2 separate regions of the Sus scrofa genome follow, and region 1 is linked to region 2. Evidence: chromatin contacts called from public targeted proximity ligation data. All regions are on one chromosome and are shown on one strand. The core of a region is the stretch at or near the end of the contact, and the rest is flanking DNA. Distances in the headings are between cores, read along the strand shown.

What was found.
Region 1: a targeted proximity ligation map of alveolar macrophages shows a contact between it and region 2. A contact is called at or near these places in 1 of 5 promoter capture datasets (liver), 4 of 47 Hi-C or Micro-C datasets (embryonic fibroblasts, heart right ventricle, liver and 1 more) and 1 of 2 datasets of targeted methods (alveolar macrophages).

The regions. Positions count from the first base shown.
Region 1 is chr5:27,570,459-27,574,039 of Sscrofa11.1, reverse strand. It overlaps PPM1H (protein phosphatase 1H), which reads left to right and starts at 1,737. Exons shown (of 10, transcript XM_021091936.1): 1 at 1,737-2,094. The coding sequence starts at 1,850.
Region 2 is chr5:27,479,467-27,482,819 of Sscrofa11.1, reverse strand. The region is part of intron 1 of PPM1H (protein phosphatase 1H); the gene reads left to right. Among named protein-coding and RNA genes, the nearest start is that of PPM1H, 91 kb to the left of the region's middle.

The DNA of each region.
Region 1 (3,581 bases), core at 488-2,987, 91 kb before region 2:
TAAAATTAGGGAAAGAGGGCCAAGAAAAACCTACACTTCTGTTCTGTGAAAAGTAATAAAAGGACTCATCAACAGGAATGGCATTTCACCGAAAGGTGAAATGTTGTTTTTTTTATGTAATTCTTTGGTGTCCAGTAAACCAAAGAACCTATTCATTAAAGAGCCAAAGGGGAAGATGCCTTTACAAATATTATACTGAATAAAGGCATTCGGTGAAGTTTACTCTGACCTCCTCTACAAGTGAAAATTCCAATTCCTCTTCAAAGAAAATCTTCCTCTCCAAAACCTGGGCTGCTCTTCCTCTCCCACACTCAGAGAAGGAGGGTCTGTACTTCCTCCTGAATTCCAAGTGAGCCATTCAGTGCATGACGCCCCAAGTAACACAGAATCCTGGCAAATTACATAGTAGGTAAACATAGGAACAGGATACAGAATAAGTAAACATGAACAGGATACAGTTCTCTTACCAAAAAAAAAAAAGTTTTTAGCCAATATTTAACAAATAACTGCCCCTATGAATGAGGCACATTCATCGGTTTTTCACATTTTGTTTTAATACAAGATCACCACAAAATTTTATCGTTGCAAATATTTATTCATTTTTACTTGAGTATTTGAGTTGCTGTGTTCTCTTTAAATTTCTTCAGTTTTAAAGTGACCGTAGATAATTTCATAACAATGCTCCGAACTAAGAAAAGGCTGCATTAAGTGTATCAATAGTATCAACAGGATCAGCTTTGAAAAGATACTTTGGTTTTGTAGCCATGTTAGAGGAAAATTCTTGGATAAATCTATTAAGCACTTAAGTACTATGTAAAATAGAGCTTACTTCTGATTTCTCAGAGTTCTTTTGTTTTCTTCACCATTAAGCTTATGCTGGGTTCGAAACAGGGTTTGCTCCGCAGATAATGATGCGTGTGGGGGTAATGAAAGAAAAAGAAAAGTAATTCTAGAAATGCCTAGGGAAAAGCATTTAATGATATTTATGCAACCACTATGGGCTCTTTTTTGTGGGGTTTTTTTTTTCTGCTTTGTTTTGTTTTCAAAGCTCCTAAGTCTCTCACACCAGGTGTTCCTCTTTCCACTGCAGGACGTGGAGTCGTTTCACCCAGATTGCACCTGTCTTCCCTTTCCCCTCCAGCTCCCGAAGTTTCCTTTTCCCGAAGGCTCAGGATGCATTCCTCCGCGAGTGGATTCCTCAACTGGCTTTTCCCCGCCGCGGCCCGGCCCCACGTGACCTGCGCTAACACCTGTACCGCCACCAGCTCACAGCGCCCCCATCCCCTCCGCCAGGTACCGACCAGGCCTGGTTCCTCCTCCCCCAGGAGGTCCCTGTCCTGGTGCGAGCCTCGCTGGAGCGGCCAGGGGAGGGGCTGAGTTGCGGCCCCAGCCGCCGCTGGAGCCCTTGCAGCCGGATTATCACATGACTAGACGGCGGCTGTAGCCGTGGCAGCAGCCGCGCCGGCTCCGCGGGTCGCCGGGTGGGCTCAGTTCCGTTCACGCAGGAGTCGAGCGCAACGGGCAAGGAAGAGACCTGCCGCAGTTGCGGCCGCCCAGCCGCTCCCGGAGCGCGCGGCGTCTCCCCCAGCCCCGCCCGCCCGCTCGCTCCATGCCGCTGGGTTGCGGAAGTGTAGCGGGGGGAGGCGGCGGCAGCCCGGGCAGGGAGCGCAGGAGGCCGGGGCTCGGCCCCCTGCAGCACTAGGCTCTAGGAGCCTCGCGGCGCGCCCAGCGGCCCGGCTGCCCGTGCGCCCGGCGCCCGCCTTAGCCTGCATGCCCCGCGCTGCGCCGCGCCCGGCCCCCGCCGCCGCCGCCCCCTGCTCGCACCGCTGCTGCCCGGCGCCGGAGTAATATGCTCACTCGAGTGAAATCTGCCGTGGCCAATTTCATGGGCGGCATCATGGCTGGCAGCTCAGGCTCCGAGCACAGCGGCGGCGGCTGCGGAGGCTCGGACCTGCCCCTGCGCTTCCCCTACGGGCGACCTGAGTTCCTGGGGCTGTCTCAGGACGAGGTGGAGTGCAGCGCGGACCACATCGCCCGCCCCATCCTCATCCTCAAGGAGACCCGGCGGCTGCCCTGGGCCACTGGCTACGCAGAGTGAGTGCAGCGACACCGGCGGCTCCCCTGCTCTCCTCTCGGCCCTTCCCCGCACGGTTCCAGCCCTTCTCTCTCCTTGTTCCTTGTCCCCAGGGCCCTCCGCTGGCTGCCAGCGTCCAGGCCTCGGCGGGCACCTCTTTACTTACACTGGCCATTTCTCTCTTCTCCCATTTCCCCCTTCTCCCAACTCCAAGGACGCGGCGTCTGCACCCCGGGTTTGGGTGGTAGTTGGGTGGGTGGCAGCGCAGGACCGTGGGAAAGCTAAGACTGGATGCCGGTGTAAATCTAGGGGCTGTGACACTTGGAAGAAAGTGCGTGGTGTAACAGCCCTGGTGAAGTTTGAAATGGCAGGGAAATCTGGAATCTGCGCCCATCCCCCCAAATCTTTCTCCGCGTGAAGTTTGTGGGGTAGAGCTCGGAGGAACTGTCGCCGCACCGGGGGTTGAGGGGTGGGGGCGGGTGTTCGAGCCCTGGAGGCGGCCGCGGTCGCATGAGTGGTTGCACAGCTCAGAAGGTCTCAGTTTCTCTGACTTCGGCCTAAGTACTCATTCACTTCTCCTTTAGAGGGTTGTAAAATCCTGAACCTTTGGTAAATGCCTATACTATTTCTCAGTCCTTGGGGAGGGGGAAACTTATTCCATGTGTCTAATGAAATGATTTTGGTAATCAGCTTTGGCGATTAAGCGAGATCTAGTGATTTACTATTTCTGGAGCCGACTGAGTTAGGTTGACGACCCAGAGTGGAACTGGGAAAAGAGGGAGGATTTAAATGGCCTCCCCCACTTCCAACTCTGAGGCGACTCTTCCATTGACTATTAATGACTATCTTATGAATGATAGGATGAGTAATTCCTCTTTTCCGTAGGAAAACTGGGAAACTCAGAAGTTGAAATTTAGGAGACCAGAGTTCCAGGGCTAACAATGACCAGCAAAACCCTAGTGCCTGGCACACCTGCCCCTTTTCCTTTAACTCCATCCGCTTTATAGTCTTTGCCCTCCCCTACCCGTGCGCAGCCTGGCCCACTGATTGGTTCACCGGGGAACCAATCAGCTCTCCGGATGTCTGGGCGCTTTGATGCTGACCCTGTTCTGGTGTCCCGGATACCCCGGAGCAGGCGTGATAATCAATGCTGTGGGTTCCGGGGCGAGAGGTAGATTGGGAGACGCTCTTCCTAGAATTTCAGATACTCTTCTCCTTCCCCTTTCATCATACAGCTGACTCTCCACGGGCCGATATAGAAAATATGTATAAATGGGGATAGATGATTGCAGTGTGAAAAACAAGTGAGAATGGTAAATTCGAAAACAATAAAAATTAACTCAATGAAGGACAATTACGGTAGAGAACGTTGGGGTTGGGGAGGTACAAAATATCATACCTTTCCGGAGAAAACCAAAGTAAAATCAAACACCTGTGTGAAGAAAAAGTGCTGGCCAAAACGCCAAGTACTTTGTTGAGTCAAACAAAGCCCTCTGCCCTAAACCCC
Region 2 (3,353 bases), core at 105-2,604:
TGTTTAAGAGTTACAAGCATGGAAGCTCATCAAACAATTGTTTCTAGCAGTCACACAGCTACCCTGTGGGGAAAGTACTGCTTACTGTCCTCATCGTACTGATAAGAAACAGACGCACAGGGAAATTAAGTAATTTACTCAGCTACAGTCCTGCAGCTACTTCCTGGCTGACTTAGCACTTAGACCCAGGAATCTGGTCCCAGAGTCTCTTTGCTTTTTTTTTTTTTTTGTCTTTTTGCCTTTTCTAGGGCCGCTCCTGCGGCATATGGAGGTTCCCAAGCTAGGGGTCCAATCGGAGCTGTAGCCACTGGCCCACACCACAGCCACAGCAATGTGGGATCTGAGCTGCGGCTGCGACCTACACCGAAGCTCACAGCAACGCCAGATCCTTAACCCACTGAGCAAGGCCAGGGATCGAACCCGCAACCTCATGGTTCCTAGTCGGATTCGTTAACCACTGAGCCACGACGGGAACTCCATCTTTGCTCTTACCTGCTCTATCCAACTGCTGCCCACATTTTTTGCAGCAACCTGTCTGCCTCCCCGGCACCTGATGTTTGTTGCAGCCTTGTGTGTTTGGGGGGGCACGGCCAGTGTATTTCAGGAGAGTGGACCAATGGTCTTTACCTGTCCGATGAAGGACAGAGCACATTTTTAAAGATCTTTTCTACAGTAGGAACTCAGAACTCCCAAGTTAGAGTTTCATCCTTCTTACCACCGAACAATCCTCTTCTGTGTAAAATTGTTCTAGCATTACTTTAAGGTGAAAAAGGAAGTTATCAGAGCCCTAGATTGCCCAGAACTTTCTTTATCGCAGAGCAAGGGAAAAAGACAAGATTGTTTCTTGGGTTTTTGAAGAAACTGCTGATTAAAAATGTATGTATCTTATTTGATGTCTGTTGAGATTAGCATACTTTTTATCTTTTGGTTTCACTTCATTAATTTCAGGCTTTTTAAAGTTTGCTTTATTTGGGTGACATGTTGGAAATTGGCTTTCACTTTGACTTGAAAACTACATTTCTCTAACATCATTGATAGTACTGAAAAATCTGGTCAAAGAAAGAAAGCAAGCAAGCCTATTTAACAATGTAGTGGCCTCAAGCATGTTGCCTTTTTTTTTTTTTTTTTTTTTTTGCTTGTTTCTTTTTTTTTCCTTAATTGCCAATAGAAGCTAACAGCTATATGCAAATAGTATTGTTCTAAACCTGCAAAAATATTTTTCTGCTTTAATTAATGCAAAACTTCCAAACTCAAAATCCTTTTTTGGGTAGGTTTTTTATATATTGTATTCCTCGTGGCCCCCACAGAGCTGACTATGGCCTTGTACGGGGAACTGCTCCAGCATCTGACAGAGTGCAGACTTCCTTATTTAAATACGGAAGTTGGACTTGGGTGATGTTCATGGTTTTGCCAAGAGAACCCAGAGAATAATTAAAAGGAAATGCCCAATGGCAACTTTCTGATTTTCACTTTTATAGTGTTAAAAGTTCATTTCTAAACAGCCGGTATGAAGAAGAAAACAATGCCATTGGTGTAGGGTGATCTTTGGGACAGTACCATATCTTTGATCTTCAGTGTTTATTTTAAAATCGACCATTATTGGAGTTCCCGTCGTGGCTCAGTGGTTAATGAATCCGACTAGGAACCATGAGGTTGCGGGTTCGATCCCTGGCCTTGCTCAGTGGGTTAAGGATCTGGCGTTGCTGTGAGCTGTAGTGTAGGTCGCAGACTCGGCTCGGATCCTGCATTGCAGTGGCTCTGGCGTAGGCTGGTGGTTACAGCTCCGATTCAACCCCTAGCCTGGGAACCTCCATATGCTGCAGGAGTGGTCCAAGAAATTGCAAAAAAGACCAAAAAAAAAAAAAAAATGACCATTATTTAATTACCTTGGTGAGGGAGCTAGAAGTTAATGATGGCCCCCAAATGCTAGCAGCAATATGTATCCAAAACTAACATTACAAGTTAAACCATGATGCATATTAAATTCTATTCAAATCTACATCTCTCTCTTTGCTTCCTTTATACGTGTGGTAATACGATATTGTCAGTATTTAAGTGTTTTGGACCTACGAAAACAATTCCAGAGCATGTAATCAAGTAGCCAGATTCAGTGGTCAGCCCACATTTTCTGTATGGGTGTAGACGGTATAGGCTTGGCGGGCAGAGAGTCTCTGTGGAAACTGGGGCAAAAACCAAATGAATGAACATGGCTGTATTCCAATCAGACTTTGTTTATGGACGTGGACATTTGAATTTCATGTCATTTTTACATGTCATGTAACATTCTTTTGATTTTCTTTTTCCGTCTGCTTAAAAAATATAAGAACGGTTCTCATCTTGGGGGGCCATACAAAAACAAGCAGTGGCCCAAATTTTACCCACAAGCCACAGACTGCCAACTCTGGTTAAGCTGAAGTTGGCTGCCACTGCCAATCACGAGCTTTTTGTTCACTGACCTGAAGCCAATTTCGTCATTTCATCCTCCAGATCTCCACCCCCTCCTCCGCCCCCGCAGCCTTGTTTCACCTTCTCATCTCCCTTCATGATCAGAGCATCTCCTCTGCTCTTCTTGCCAGGGGACACCTGAGCAGCAGCCTCCTTGCCCTGCTCTCCCCTTCTACCCTGGTCCAGCAGATCTTAACTAGGAAATCTCAGGTCGTTCACCTCCTCTGAACTCTCTCTTTCTTTCCACCCAGAGCCACTGCTTGGTCCATGGCCCTCAGTCACCTGGACTGTTACGAGTGACCCTAGCTGGTCTCTTCACTTTTGTCATTTGGCCTCTGTAATCCATCCTCCATCAGACCACTACTGTTATTTTCCTAAATAACATTTATTCTATCAGACCCTTCGGTGAACAATCTTGGATTCTTTCCATAGGCTCTATAGGATAAAGTTCCTATGGAATTTCATGGTCTTATTCTGATGTAGCTTCGCCAAACCAGCGCTTCGGTCACACTCACCGCTCTTGAGAAAGTTCCCCTCACTCTGTTTTCACAGGCAGTTCCTCTGCCTTCCCTGTTTCTTCTCTCACTCTTAAGATTCCCGCCCTCCTGAGTCCATAGTGCCTCTTCATCTGTGTCACCTTCCATGACTCTTCTTTTGCAGAGTTGTCTCCTCCTCTGCATTTTCAGATGTCTTATGACATATACCTTGCACAGTGTGGCATCAATCCAAACAAATCAGTTATTTATAGGAGGGTCTGCCTACCATATAGATGACTGTAGGCTCCTTGAGAATGGAAACGGTGTCCTGGTCTTGTTGGTTTATCCCTCTTGGCTACACGGTATTTTTAAAGTAATTATTTCAATCAGTACATACTACATATCTAGTGATTTTCTTGGTTAACTCATAAA